Regions from separate parts of the Mus musculus genome. Here region 1 is linked to region 2. A link is a contact called in public promoter capture Hi-C data. All regions are on one chromosome and are shown on one strand. Each heading gives the region's core, a stretch centred on a gene start, on an enhancer-like site or on the middle of the called end of the contact. The rest is flanking DNA. Distances are from core to core; before and after follow the strand shown.

What was found. Promoter capture Hi-C pulls out the DNA fragments that hold promoters and counts their contacts.
Region 1: a promoter capture Hi-C map of liver shows a contact between it and region 2. The contact joins the promoter of Gipc2 here to the promoter of Ifi44 in region 2. A contact is called at or near these places in 2 of 39 promoter capture datasets (liver and neural stem cells).

Annotation. Positions count from the first base shown.
Region 1 is chr3:152,163,951-152,170,245 of GRCm38.p6, forward strand. It overlaps Gipc2 (GIPC PDZ domain containing family, member 2), which reads right to left and starts at 1,950. Exons shown (of 6, transcript NM_016867.1): 1 at 1,698-1,950. The coding sequence starts at 1,937.
Region 2 is chr3:151,748,575-151,754,458 of GRCm38.p6, forward strand. It overlaps Ifi44 (interferon-induced protein 44), which reads right to left and starts at 1,336. Exons shown (of 8, transcript NM_133871.3): 1 at 1,262-1,336; 2 at 571-1,070. The coding sequence starts at 1,012.

The DNA of each region.
Region 1 (6,295 bases), core at 700-3,199, 420 kb after region 2:
GAGAGATGGATCAAGGGTTAGGAGCACTGAATGGTCTTTCAGACAGCTCTGATTTGATTCCCAGCACCCAGGGCTGCTGACAGCCCTCTAACTCCAGTTCTAGAGAATCAGACTGGACAGACACATGCAAACAAAACACCCCCACACATAAAGCAATTTTCTTAAATCTCAAAAAAAAAAAATTAAAAAAAAAACCCTCTTTTCTTATTGAAACCTCGCCTTGACCTCAATTTCATTTAAACAGACCTAATAAACAACTAATTTAAAAATAAAAAAATAAGAAAACACCGGACATGTAACAGCAGAACAGATGTATGTAGGCCACGCTCTGACAAGAAGTTGCTCTCAGCCGGGAGTGGTGGCGCACGCCTTTAATCCCAGCACTTGGGAGGCAGAGGCAGGCGGATTTCTGAGTTCGAGGCCAGCCTGGTCTACAAAGTGAGTTCCAGGACAGCCAGGGCTACACAGAGAAACCCTGTCTCGAAAAACAAACAAAAGAAGTTGCTCTCTACAACTTCTGAAAGCCCACAGCAAAAGCCTGAGAGCCTAAAGAGACAGGGTGTGCGCATGCGCACACCCATATTTCGAGTTCCCCGGCAAGAGCACCTACACTCACACAAAAATGAACAAAATATTTCCATGTGTGTAGCTGCTAGTAGAAGCCAGCGGACAGTCCTGAGCATTGCTTCTTAGACTCTGTTCGCTTTTTTTTTTTTTTTTTCTTAAAAACAAGTTCTCTCACAATCCTGAAACATACCAAGTAGACTAGGCTGGTTCAAGCCCATCCCCTAGGCACTGGGGTTACCACTGTGCGTTTTTGTTTTGTTTTGTTTTGTTTTGTTTTGTTTTTGTTTTTGTTTTTTCTGATGAGTTCAGGAATTTGAGCTCGAGTCTTTTGCTGCAGCTCCGAAATATTTCACACCTGCATTTGCAGGTAGCTCTCTTGAGTAAGCACAAAAGGGCCCACAAAAACCCCCATAGACTAACGCATCCAAAATAGGACCTATGGCAACTCCGGCTTCAGGCATCAAATAATCAACCTACTTATGTTTCTTGGTCTCTTTTCAAAGATACCTTGGAAAAAATGAAGCTGAGCTCTTCCGTGAAAACTGTGTTTGCTAGTTGGAGAGTTTGCTATGATTTTCTGAGTTACTTCCTTTGGAATAACAGCCCATGTTTTACATTTCTTACATATTAACACCGAAACGGTTCGTTCTGGAGGCGTCCAGTGGAGAGCAAACGAAGCTTCACGTTGTACCCACCGAGAGGTCTTTCCTCCTCCCTGTGGTGTGTCCAGGGAGGCACTTTCCCCCTCCTATTTAACACCGGTTAGACTCCCAGTGCAGCTCTCTGACAGAAAGCCTAAGAGTAAAGTCCAAGTCCTGTGGAAGGCATTAATTTGTTCCAGCAGATCTGCGTCCGGGAAGGTGCTGGCGCACATCCTATCCTGCGAGACTAGACCTGAGCAAGTCTACAGCAGACTCCTTAACAAAAGAAAACTCAGTCGCCTTGACCCCAGTGACCCACAAGCCGGATCTGAGCGGATAGTTTCATCCGGTCCCAGGACTGGGCTTTCCACCACCAAGCTCTCTTCCCCTGAGGCGCTGGGGACCGACCCCACCCTGCTGGCTACCTGAAGCTCGGGAACTGCTGCGCAGCCAGCTTGGTTGGAGGACAGGCTGTGCCCCTGTGCTTACCTCGGATGGCGCGATCTCGAACACGCCGGCAATCTTGGCGTAGAGCTCGCTGATGCTGGAGAAGTCCTCCACTCGGCCCGTGGCGCTGCCGTGCGCCAGCTGTGCGTGGAACACCAGCTTGCGTGCCGGAGCTGGGGGTCCGGGGACACCCTGGCTGCCACTGGATCTCTCGCCCTCCACCAGCCTCGCGGCCTCCTTGGACTTGGCCGCCTTCTTCTTCCCGCGCAGTCCAAGCGGCATCTTGCAGGTCCCAGGGCGTGGACCACCTGCGCTGCGGCGCAAGCTCCCTGGCCTCGGACAGCGGACTTTGCGCTTGGGGGCCCGGCTCCGCGCAGGTGACAGCGGCTGCTGGGCCAATGGTAGCAGCGCTTCCGCCTAGCGGCGCGGGCTTCAGGTCCCCTCCCTGTGAAGGACAGGGCACCTGAGCCGGGCAGCTACCTACTCAGGCAGAAGGAAAGCTGTGCACGAGTCAACCCCCTTCTAGACTCAGACCTCCTCTCAGTGAAAAGGAATTGGTTTGTATGAAGGGCCGGGGATGCTATAACAAAGGGCCTTTGCTCGCGGACCGGCCTTACCTTGCCTTGCCTTTCAGAATCTGGGCGCTCAACTGGGCGTGGTGGTTCAATGATTTCAGCACTGTTAAGGCTGGGACAGGATAATTGCAATGGTTGGAGGCTAGCCTGGCCTACAGAGTGAGTCCGTCTCAAACACACACCCACGACCAAAGCCCCTCAAATTATAATATTTACAGGAAAACGAAAGGATGGAGAGAGGACATTATTATGTTAAATAGAGTAGGCCAGATTCAAAGAGAAAAATGTTGCCTGTTTTTCTTCTCCTGTGTAGAATCTACATGTGTCGGGGAACATGCAAACAGAAAAGGAACATGAGAGAGGCTTGGGGTTGTGGAATGCATCTGACAGGAAAGTAGGGAGGGGGAGGGGTTCCAGAGAGAGCGGGGGGGGGGGGGAGACATCGAAACAGACAATAACGACCTGTGCGCATGAAAACGCCATAAGCAAACTCATAACTTTGTGTGCTAATCTTAAAAAAAAAAAAAATGTAGTAGACAGAGCATTCGGCCACATTTGGGCAACCCCAGCCAGACTTGTGTAGCAGCCAGCCTTCCTCGCCATCTAAGCAAAGGAGGTCACACGAGTCAAGTCAAATACTCCAGCCATTCCCGCAGCCCCTCTCTCTAGCCTGTTCCTCTCGGAAGGCCTGCTTTCTCCCCTAGGTTTTCAACACTCCCAAGTCCATTGTTCCACATCCTAAGAGAAGCTCTCTCCTATTCTTCAGAGAGCTGAAGCCATTCACTGAGTTGTGCCTGCCCTCAACTCCCCATGCCTCATCAGTAATTCTATCCACCTCACTTCTCTAAGCGCTGAAGCAATCCTTCATCTGACCCCATCTGATTTCTCCACTCAAGGGGCTCTCTTTAAGAAAAAAAAAGGGGGGGGGGACATATGCAAACGCACGCACGTGTGTGTGTGTGTGTGTGTGTGTGTGTGTGTGCGCGCGCGCGCGCGCGCGCGCGGGTTCGTGCACACACTCTCGAGTGCTGCTGTGCTTGCCAGGGCATTTGGCCCAAGCGTTTCTGGGATTTCTCCGTTCTCACCTCCCTTCCCGTGCTGGGCGCGCTGTGATTGCAGACCTCTGTGCTACTGTAACAGGCTTTATAAGGGTCCGGGAAATCCTAGTTCAGGCCTTACGCTTGAGCAAGCAGTCTTTACCCATGGAGCCATCTCCCTAGCCCAAGGCTGTCTGCTTTAAGTTACCCATTGATTTCTTCCTCAGCCCCTGGGGCCACTGATGGGCACCGCAACTTTATTCCCAAGTCCCTCATCCTCGCTGTTTCCTCAGGCTGCTTCGTTTTCTACAAAGAAGCATTTGCTGTTAGCTTACACGTGAAGGGACACACACTGTGTACAGTCAGCCATTCGTCAATCTCCTAATGTAATTAACTCCTTCAATTTATCTGCCTGGAGCTTTAAGTGGTCTGGGCTGGTTTTTTCATTCTCTCTTAACTCTTGACACCATCCTACCTTCACTGCCATTGAGCCGCCACTTTTCAGGTGCTCCCTAGACTTGCTCAGCCCTCCTCCCCCATCCCTGTGTGCTCCTCCAAGTGACTGCACTAATCCTCCATTCCACAGATATTGTTAGCCAAACTACGTGATCGGCGTTCAATCCCATAGGAAGGAAATGGTATACGGATGCTCTCAGAGTCCACGCTGACCTCATTCTTCCTAGTAGATGCTTTCTCTCTCTGGTCTCAACTAGGGCAAATAGACAACATGACTGTGGTTCAAGTCAAGACATCCTTGAGTCTTTAAAGCAAGTTTGTTCATCTCCCTTCACCTCTCCTGTACGGCCAGTCCTGAGAAGTCCGTGCTTCTCCGGGTAAGGTGACCAGATGTTCTGAGGGATGGGGTGAGGAGAGAAGAGTCTGTGATTTCCATAGGATAATTTGAATTTTTTGTTGTTGTATGTTTCTGTCACTCTGGAAAGTAGCGTGGGCACTGAAGAGCTAGATGTTGGTAGAGTGCTTGCTGTGTACGCACGAGGACCCACATCCGAGTCCCAGCGGCCATGTAAAAGCAGGGGCAGAGAGGCCCAAGGGAAGCAGAGTAGAGGATGCTTAGGTTTGTTGTCGGCCAGCTGAGACAAGTCGGTAAGCTTCTGGTGCAGTGAGAGACCCTGATACAAAAAAGAAATAACATGGAAAGCAATTGAGGAAGACACCTGACCTCACTCATGCACAGACACACACACATACACACAAGTATTGTGAACATATTGAACATTCTTCTTTTTAAAGTTTATTTATTTATTTATTTATTTATTTATTTATTTATTTTAAGTATAAGAGTTAAGCCAGACAATCCTTTCATAGACAGTCATGAGACACCATGTGCGAGCTGGGAATTGAACTTGGGACCTCTGGAAGAGTAGCCAGTACTCTTAACCACTGAGCCATCTATCTCTGCAGCCCATACTGAACATTCTTATTCATGTGAATGACTGAATCTTTTGTGACTCTGACATATATAGCATCAAATAGTATTACCTGGTCTTGGCCTAAGGAGAAAAGAGCAAAGCCGGGCAGTCACCACCTAAGCCTAGCACCTAGCAGACTGAGGCAGCTCAAGCTTGAGGCTAAACCAGCTGAGAGAAACAATGTCTCAAAAAAATAAGTAACAGAGGAAGAAAAGTATAAATAAGTAGCGCAGTCCTTTCCTGTGGAAGCTAGAGAACTGCTCGCTGAATTGTTTAAAGCGTGCAGTGTTGTCCTGGAAGTCTGGCTAAGTAAAGGCAAGATAAGTCATCCCAGGGCTGTGGCAGGTGCATCCCAGGAATCTGAGAACACGGGGTGCAAACCTTAGAAAACCTTTAAGGTGAAAAATGTGGGTGTTTCATCCCCTTTGTGCCTCTAGCTTACCTCAGCCTCTGCAGTGTTAGAATTGCAGACTTTGTTACCACACCCAGCAAAATAGGATTTTGAGTTATGTGCAATAAAGAAGCAGAGAAAGGTGTTGGCATTGGGAGGGCTGGGCATGAGGCTCAGTTGGTACAGTGACTGCCAGCATACACAAAATGAGTACACACACACACACACACACACACACACACACACATTTTGGAATGGGGAGCTACAGCTCTGTGGGTTTGTTTCCAGCACACTGTTCTGTTCCATTAGTCTAGATACTGGTTTTGTGCCTGTCCCATGCTGTTTTGGTCACTATGGCTCTGTAGCATAATTTGAGATCATATATTGTGTTAACCCCAACATTGCTCTTGCTTCTAAGGATTGCTTTGGGCACTCTGGGTCTTTTCTGTTTCTATACAAATTATAGGATTCCTTTTAATACTATAAAGAATTTTACTGATATTTTAGTGAGGATTGCATTGAGGCAGATCGGATGGGGGGGTAGGTGGAAGGGTAACTGGGAAGGGGGAAGGGGGATATCATTTGAAATGTAAACAAATAAAATGATTAATTACAAAAAAAATTAGTGCTGTCAACCCATGAGCTAGGGAGGTCTTTCTGTCTTTTAGTGTCTTCAATTTCTATCTTCAGTGTCTAATGTTTTCATGGTAGAAGTCTTTCCCCTCCTTGGTTTGGTTTGTTCCCACTTTGTTTGAGGAGGGGTGTTGGTCTTGAAGCTACTGCAATTAGGAGCTTCCCCTGACTTCTTTCTCAGCAACTTCATCACTGATAAACAGGAAGGCTGCTGGGTCTTGAGGGTTGATATCCTATCCTGCTACTTTGCAGAAAGTACTCATCAGCTCTGAGAGTTTCCTGGTGAAGTCTTTGGGTTTCTATTCTCTCACTTTTCCCATTGAAATGTTGACTCTATCTAGATAGCCCTCAATAGGAGGAAGCATTTCACATTTCTTTTTGGTGTCCTGTTTAATTTTTATTGTATTATTTGTGTAATAAATATTAGTAAGTATAATTGAATAAGACAGATTCCCCTTTGGCATAGTCAAAGATAAACTAATAAAACACAACTGAAAGTATCTGGCTAAGTTTGTGGCTCAATAAGAGAGAGCTAACCTACACATGATCTCAGCACAATTAAAAAACAGATTTA
Region 2 (5,884 bases), core at 86-2,585:
GGATCTCTGTGAATTTGAGGATAGCCTGGTCTACAGAGCAAGTTTCAGGCAGCCAGAGCTACACAGAGGAACTGGGTCTCCAAAGAAACTGAAAGCAACAATAACCAAAACAGGAGTGATTAGTCAAACCAAGAATATAAATTGTAAAACCTTAGACAGGGACAAATTAGTGATGAGTTGACTCTTAAGCTGAAATGAACTAATAACTGCCTGGGCTAACTAAGGAAAGCCAACTACTCTATGTGATCACAGAAGTGTGAGGAATCTAACACAGTCAAACTCACAAAAAACAACTAATGACCACAGGCAAAGGGGGAGGGGTCATAGTAAAGGCTGCACATGTCATGACCCAAAACGACGACATCCTAGGGAGTTTATACATAGGTAAGTAGTCCCATTTCATGATAGAATTTTAGTAATTTCTGCCAGGTCAGTTCTGTGGGTCATCTCTCCAGACTTGAGAGCCTGAGTTTAAGCATGTCCTTCCCTCAGGAATATGTCATCTAACATTGTCATATGTCACCAAGCAGGTAGTGGAGAGCTTCAGTAGGTTTATCTGAGCAAACTTACCTTCACATCGAAAAGCTTCACACTCCTGAATAGGTATGACATTATTGCGAGCAGTCAGTTGGAGCATTTTACAGATTGCTGAACTTACAATCACAGCTTTCTCATCTAATAGTATAGAGAAATCATTAGTTTTTCTTTTATGGAACAATAAATATGGTGAATCTGGTCCTTTTGCACATAGTGAAAATCCAGTCTCTTGGAGTGCAAAAATGGTGATAGAAACATCTTTTCCCTGGAAGCCCTCTTTCAGGTACATGCCAATAACACACTTTTCACTGTAAACCACTATCATGGTAGGACCTTGATTCTCACATGTGCAGAGCAAATTCTGATGAGAAAACTTCTGCACACTCGCCTTGTAAAGAAGACAAAAACGTTTTCCTCCAAAATAATTCTGCAGGCACTTTTCTTGCTGCCATGTCAAACGAGTTCTCATGGCCATACTTCAGTCTAGTGGAAAAGCCCTCTTAAAGAGCACAGTCCTCTTTAAACACGGAAGTCTAGAAAGACACACACAAAGCTCTCATTTACTCCAATTGTCTCATAGAACCCAGGAAACTAACAAACAAGAGACAAACCTGTAACAAGAAAATCTTTACAAAAATGTTCATTTAAATAATTGCTTTCAATCTTTTAAATACTCCTGTTTCCAAGCAAATAAGGTAAGTGGAAAGAAAGCTGTAGTGCATACCTGTGTGAAGAGTCTGTACCGAGGCTGGCACCGAGGAGGGCAGCTTCTGTCTCAGTGACCAAGCCTGTAGAAAATGAAGAGAAACTTTTCCTCTGTTTGCCTCATCCTGCTCGGGAAACGAAAACTGAAACTCTGTATACCTACTCACGCTGGCAGCGAGCCAACTTCAGTAGGCTTTTAAATAGCAAAGTCGGTCCAAGAGTGTGTCAGGAAATTTTAGGAAGCAGGGGCTCTCATGGGACTGGGGTTTGCTTCTTCTTCTTCTTCTTCTTCTTCTTCTTCTTCTTCTTCTTCTTCTTCTTCTTCTTCTTCTTCTTCTTCTTCTTCTTCTTCTTCTTAGGTAAATTCAACAAGTTGCTGTAGATGGACATGCAAAGCAAAATTAACTATGTATTGAATCTCTGAAATGCATCTTAAAGTCACCAGCTTCGCTTAGTCTCTGTTATCATTTTATTCCAAACTAGTGTGCATCCCTCCAGAGGCTGCTACGGCGAGCACAAGCACCCTTCTATAACACCTGGCTACAAGAAGGATGTCGCCTTTATTTCACTAAATTTGAAGGGAAACAAACATGGTCAACACAGTACACTATAGGCAATATACTCAACAAGAAGAGTACAGAGAGGGATGGGGAGTATCCTGCCTGTCAGCAGGATTGAACATCAGTGATCTTCTCTTAAAAATAAGAGTGCTGCAGGGCAGTGCTGCTGGGCAGTGGTGGCGCAAGCCTTTAATCCCAGCACTTGGGAGGCAGAGGCAGGTGGATTTCTGAGTTCGAGGCCAGCCTGGTCTACAAAGTGAGTTCCAGGACAGCCAGGGCTATACAGAGAAACCCTGTCTCAAAAAAACAAAAAAAAATGTTTTAAATAAATAAATAAATAAGAAAGAGTGCTGGAGACCCAGAGTAGCAAACACAAAGAAGTTTATTTTCTGAGCTTGAAAAGTCAGGTGTCAACTCAGGAAAAAATCAAAAATGGAATTTGATGCAGAACACTGCTTTTTATTTATTCTCCCAACTGCATTTCCCTGCCCCCAGGATGCCTCATTGGCTGAACCAATTGCATTCTCCACCCCCCCCCATGTCTCATTGGCTGAATCCAACTGCATTCTCCTCCCCCCCCATGTCTCATTGGCTGAATCCAACTGCATTCTCCTCCCCCCCCCACCATGTCTCATTGGCTGAATCCAACTGCATTCTCCTCCCCGCCCCATGTCTCATTGGCTGAATTCTTCAGGAAGAAGTCCTCCCACTCATCCAGCATAGTCCTTACCCCAAACCACCATCCCCCAGAGGCTCAAGATCCCCCAACCTGTCCTTATATGTTGGCTCAACTATATATTTCACCCCTAAGATGAACTGAAACTGGCTAGGGAAGGCAGGAGTCCAGTGCCTCCTGCTTACCTATGATTCCCTGAGGAGTTTTAGATGAACCTCACACTGATCATGTTTTACTTCTTCCACAGGTCATCGAAGGAGATGAATGGAACAATTGGAGGATGCTAGAGGCAAATGCAGTGGAAAGTGAATAGATTCAGGGTCTATTCAAGCATAGAAGAACACCGAAAGAAATAACTAGTGGGACAGATGAGGGTTAGCTGGGGTAGGAGAGGGGGTGGAAAAAGGGATTGTTTTTACTTGAGCACGGAGAGACTATTGATTATTGACATGAGACTATTAGAAAAGTTCTCGAAGAGGACCATGTATTCTGTCTTCCATTGGAATCTGTAAGTAAAAGGGTAAGTGGTTACTGTATGAGGTTGAAGACTACAGAATGAGGGTAACCTGAGAGCTGTCAGCATGCACATAATGACACAGAAAGTGAAGGGCAAATTCTAAGTGCAGTTCTATAGAACAAACCTTGTATTCAAAATCTTTACCCCAAAAGACCTGGGACTAGTTAGAAGTCAGAAAAGTGAGTTGTCCCAGAAGCTAGTTAAGAAAGGAAAATGTGGTCACCTGTGTCAAATGCTCTTCTTTCCTTCAGAGCCTCCTCTACTTAGCACAAGGGGAAAGACACTCCTCCTGGTAAGCTGTGAATTTGAGCAGCATGGCCTGTGTAGCTGAAAGAAGAGAGCATTGTGATTAGATAGTCTAGTCTGTCTACAGAAGAGCTGGAAAGTGCTAGATATTGAAACTGCTACAAGAGAGGGATAAAACTGAAGATATTCTATCTCCATAAGGTTGAACAGAAGTACAAAGTATGGGATTTATTGTTAACAAGCAATCCAAAGGTGGCTTCTTACAACAGCCAATGAATTGCTCAGGGGGGAGCAATTCAGACATGCTCTCATACCCAGCAGAGACAGCCTTGTGGCCAAGTTGCTCAACCCTCTAGAAGTATGGGCTCTTGGTTTTCTCAGCTCTGGTCAAGGGATGCTAGCAAGAAGGAATGCTTTGTTGATGATCCTAGCAAATAGTCATAGTCCCCAGGTGATAGAACTGTTCTAGAGAGCCAGTTTTAAAGCTTTACAAGGTGGAACCTGGCTAAAGAAAGTCTCTGTATCTGGGATGGGACGAGGTAGGCATTATGATTCAGATCAACCCTGATACCTACTGTGAGGAATTGGGCTGTGCACAGACAGGCTAGTCTCCAGTCTAACTGAGATGCTGAACCCCAGGACCCTGTGGTGATAATTCATCTACATGGGATGGAAGGAATTCTCTAATGTCTCCTGGAACTGTGGCTCCTGCCTAAGTTACCACCCCCAACAAGCCCCACAAGAGAGCATGGATAGAAGTCACGTAGGCAATGGCCCAAGCTTCTGACCTTCAGGCTAAACTCCTCCCCAGTTACCTAGCAACAATAAGATAAGACAACATGCTTTTAAAAAGGGCTGTTCAGCCCCACCTCACTCTCTTACTTGTCTCTCTCTTACTTTTTACTCTCTTACCTCTTACCCCTTACTCTCACCCCCTCTCTCCTCTCTGTCTTCTCTCCTTTCTCTTTGTCTTCTCCTCTCCTTTCTCCTCTCCTCTCCTCTCTCCCTCTTACTCTCTCTTTCTCTCTAGCCTTTCCTCTCTCTCCTCTCCTCTCCTCTCCTCTCCTCTCCTCTCCTCTCCTCTCCTCTCCTCTCCTCTGCTCTGCTCTCCTCTCCTCTCCTCTTTCCTCTCCCTGCCTTTCTATAATAAAGCTCTAAAACCATAGAGAGTCTCTGCTCCAGTCAAGTGCTCACTCTCATCAGTGTTGGGAACCTCTTCCCTCATCCCTCTCTCCCATAACCCCGGTGGCTTTAGCAAAGTAACCCAGGGATCCCAGGTAGGACTGCCCCTTTGCCACCCCCCGAAGAGTGGGTCAGAGGCTTAGATGCCCACCTGGGGATGAGTGGAAGGTAGATAGCAGCCCTCCCACACCTGACTGACCAGAGAATAGGTGGAACTCCAGCGGGGCGTGGGTCGGCCCTTCCCCGTCTTCCCCAGGACCCTCCTTTTTTAGTTCCCAACAACCTACCTGAGATTTCTGCTTTCTGATCTGCAGTAAAGAGTCCCAGACATAGTCTCCATAGTCTACTATACTTTCTCCACCAAGATGAACTATACCCTCTAAAAGTGTAAGTCAAAAACCTTTCCTCTCTTACATACTACTTATCAGATATCCAGTCACAGCAATAAGGAAACTGGCTAATTATTACTTCCTTTTTTGAAGACTTCTTCAAAGACTCGTGTTTACCAACAGAAAATAACCTGTGTATAGCAGGTACCTGTTTGTTAAATAATGTATCTAGAAATCTTAGATTTCAAAAAATGTCAGTCAAACTGAAATAAGTAAGATTTCTCTTTCACTAAGTGCACAGTGCTATGAGGGGAAAATGGAAGATCTTTGCATTTGTTGATAGTTTTCTTGCTTCAAATGAGCAATTTTCCAGGGGGCTAAAGTCCTGGACAATCATATGATTATCATTATGTAGACTTAGTAGGTTATATCTAGGAGTGTGTCTGTCTGTCTGCTCTCTCTCTCTCTCTCTCTCTGTGTGTGTGTGTGTGTGTGTGTGTGTGTGTGTGTGTGTCCATGTGTATGTATATAACATCAATTAATGAAAAGAAGGTATTGCATTTGAAAAAAAGCAAAGGGGTATATGGGAGGGTTTGGAGTGAGGAAAAGGAAGGAAGAAACGATGCAATTATGTGACAATTTCAAAAAGAAATGAGAAAAATGGCCATCAATAACACCCTTGGCCATTGACTTCCAGGTCTTTGTCTCCTGATCATAAAGAATGGATGTCACACACCACAGAAAGGTGAGTCTTATAAAGTGGTTAATGGCAGACTTATAGGTGAGAACTTAAGAGATAGGAAGAAAAGTGTTGCTTCCACCTCGTCCGGCAAGGAAAAACGCAACACGGTCGGATTCTTCTCAACAGCTTTATTCCAAGAACGCCTCGATGCTACGGGAGCCCCGGGAACCCAGGGAGGACTGCTTATATACACCCCAGCACTGGGGAGGGCTATGTGTCCTCCTGGGATTGGTCAGTCTGCCGGCACATCAATTTACATGCACCCACTCAGGAGGGGTTGGCGCCAGATTCGGGCTAGCACCTGCACAGTGGCATTGTTTACTGTGACGGTGTACGGGAGACCGGCGCCATCTTTTAGGTGCCAGCTGCCTACAGAAAAGCAGGCTATGA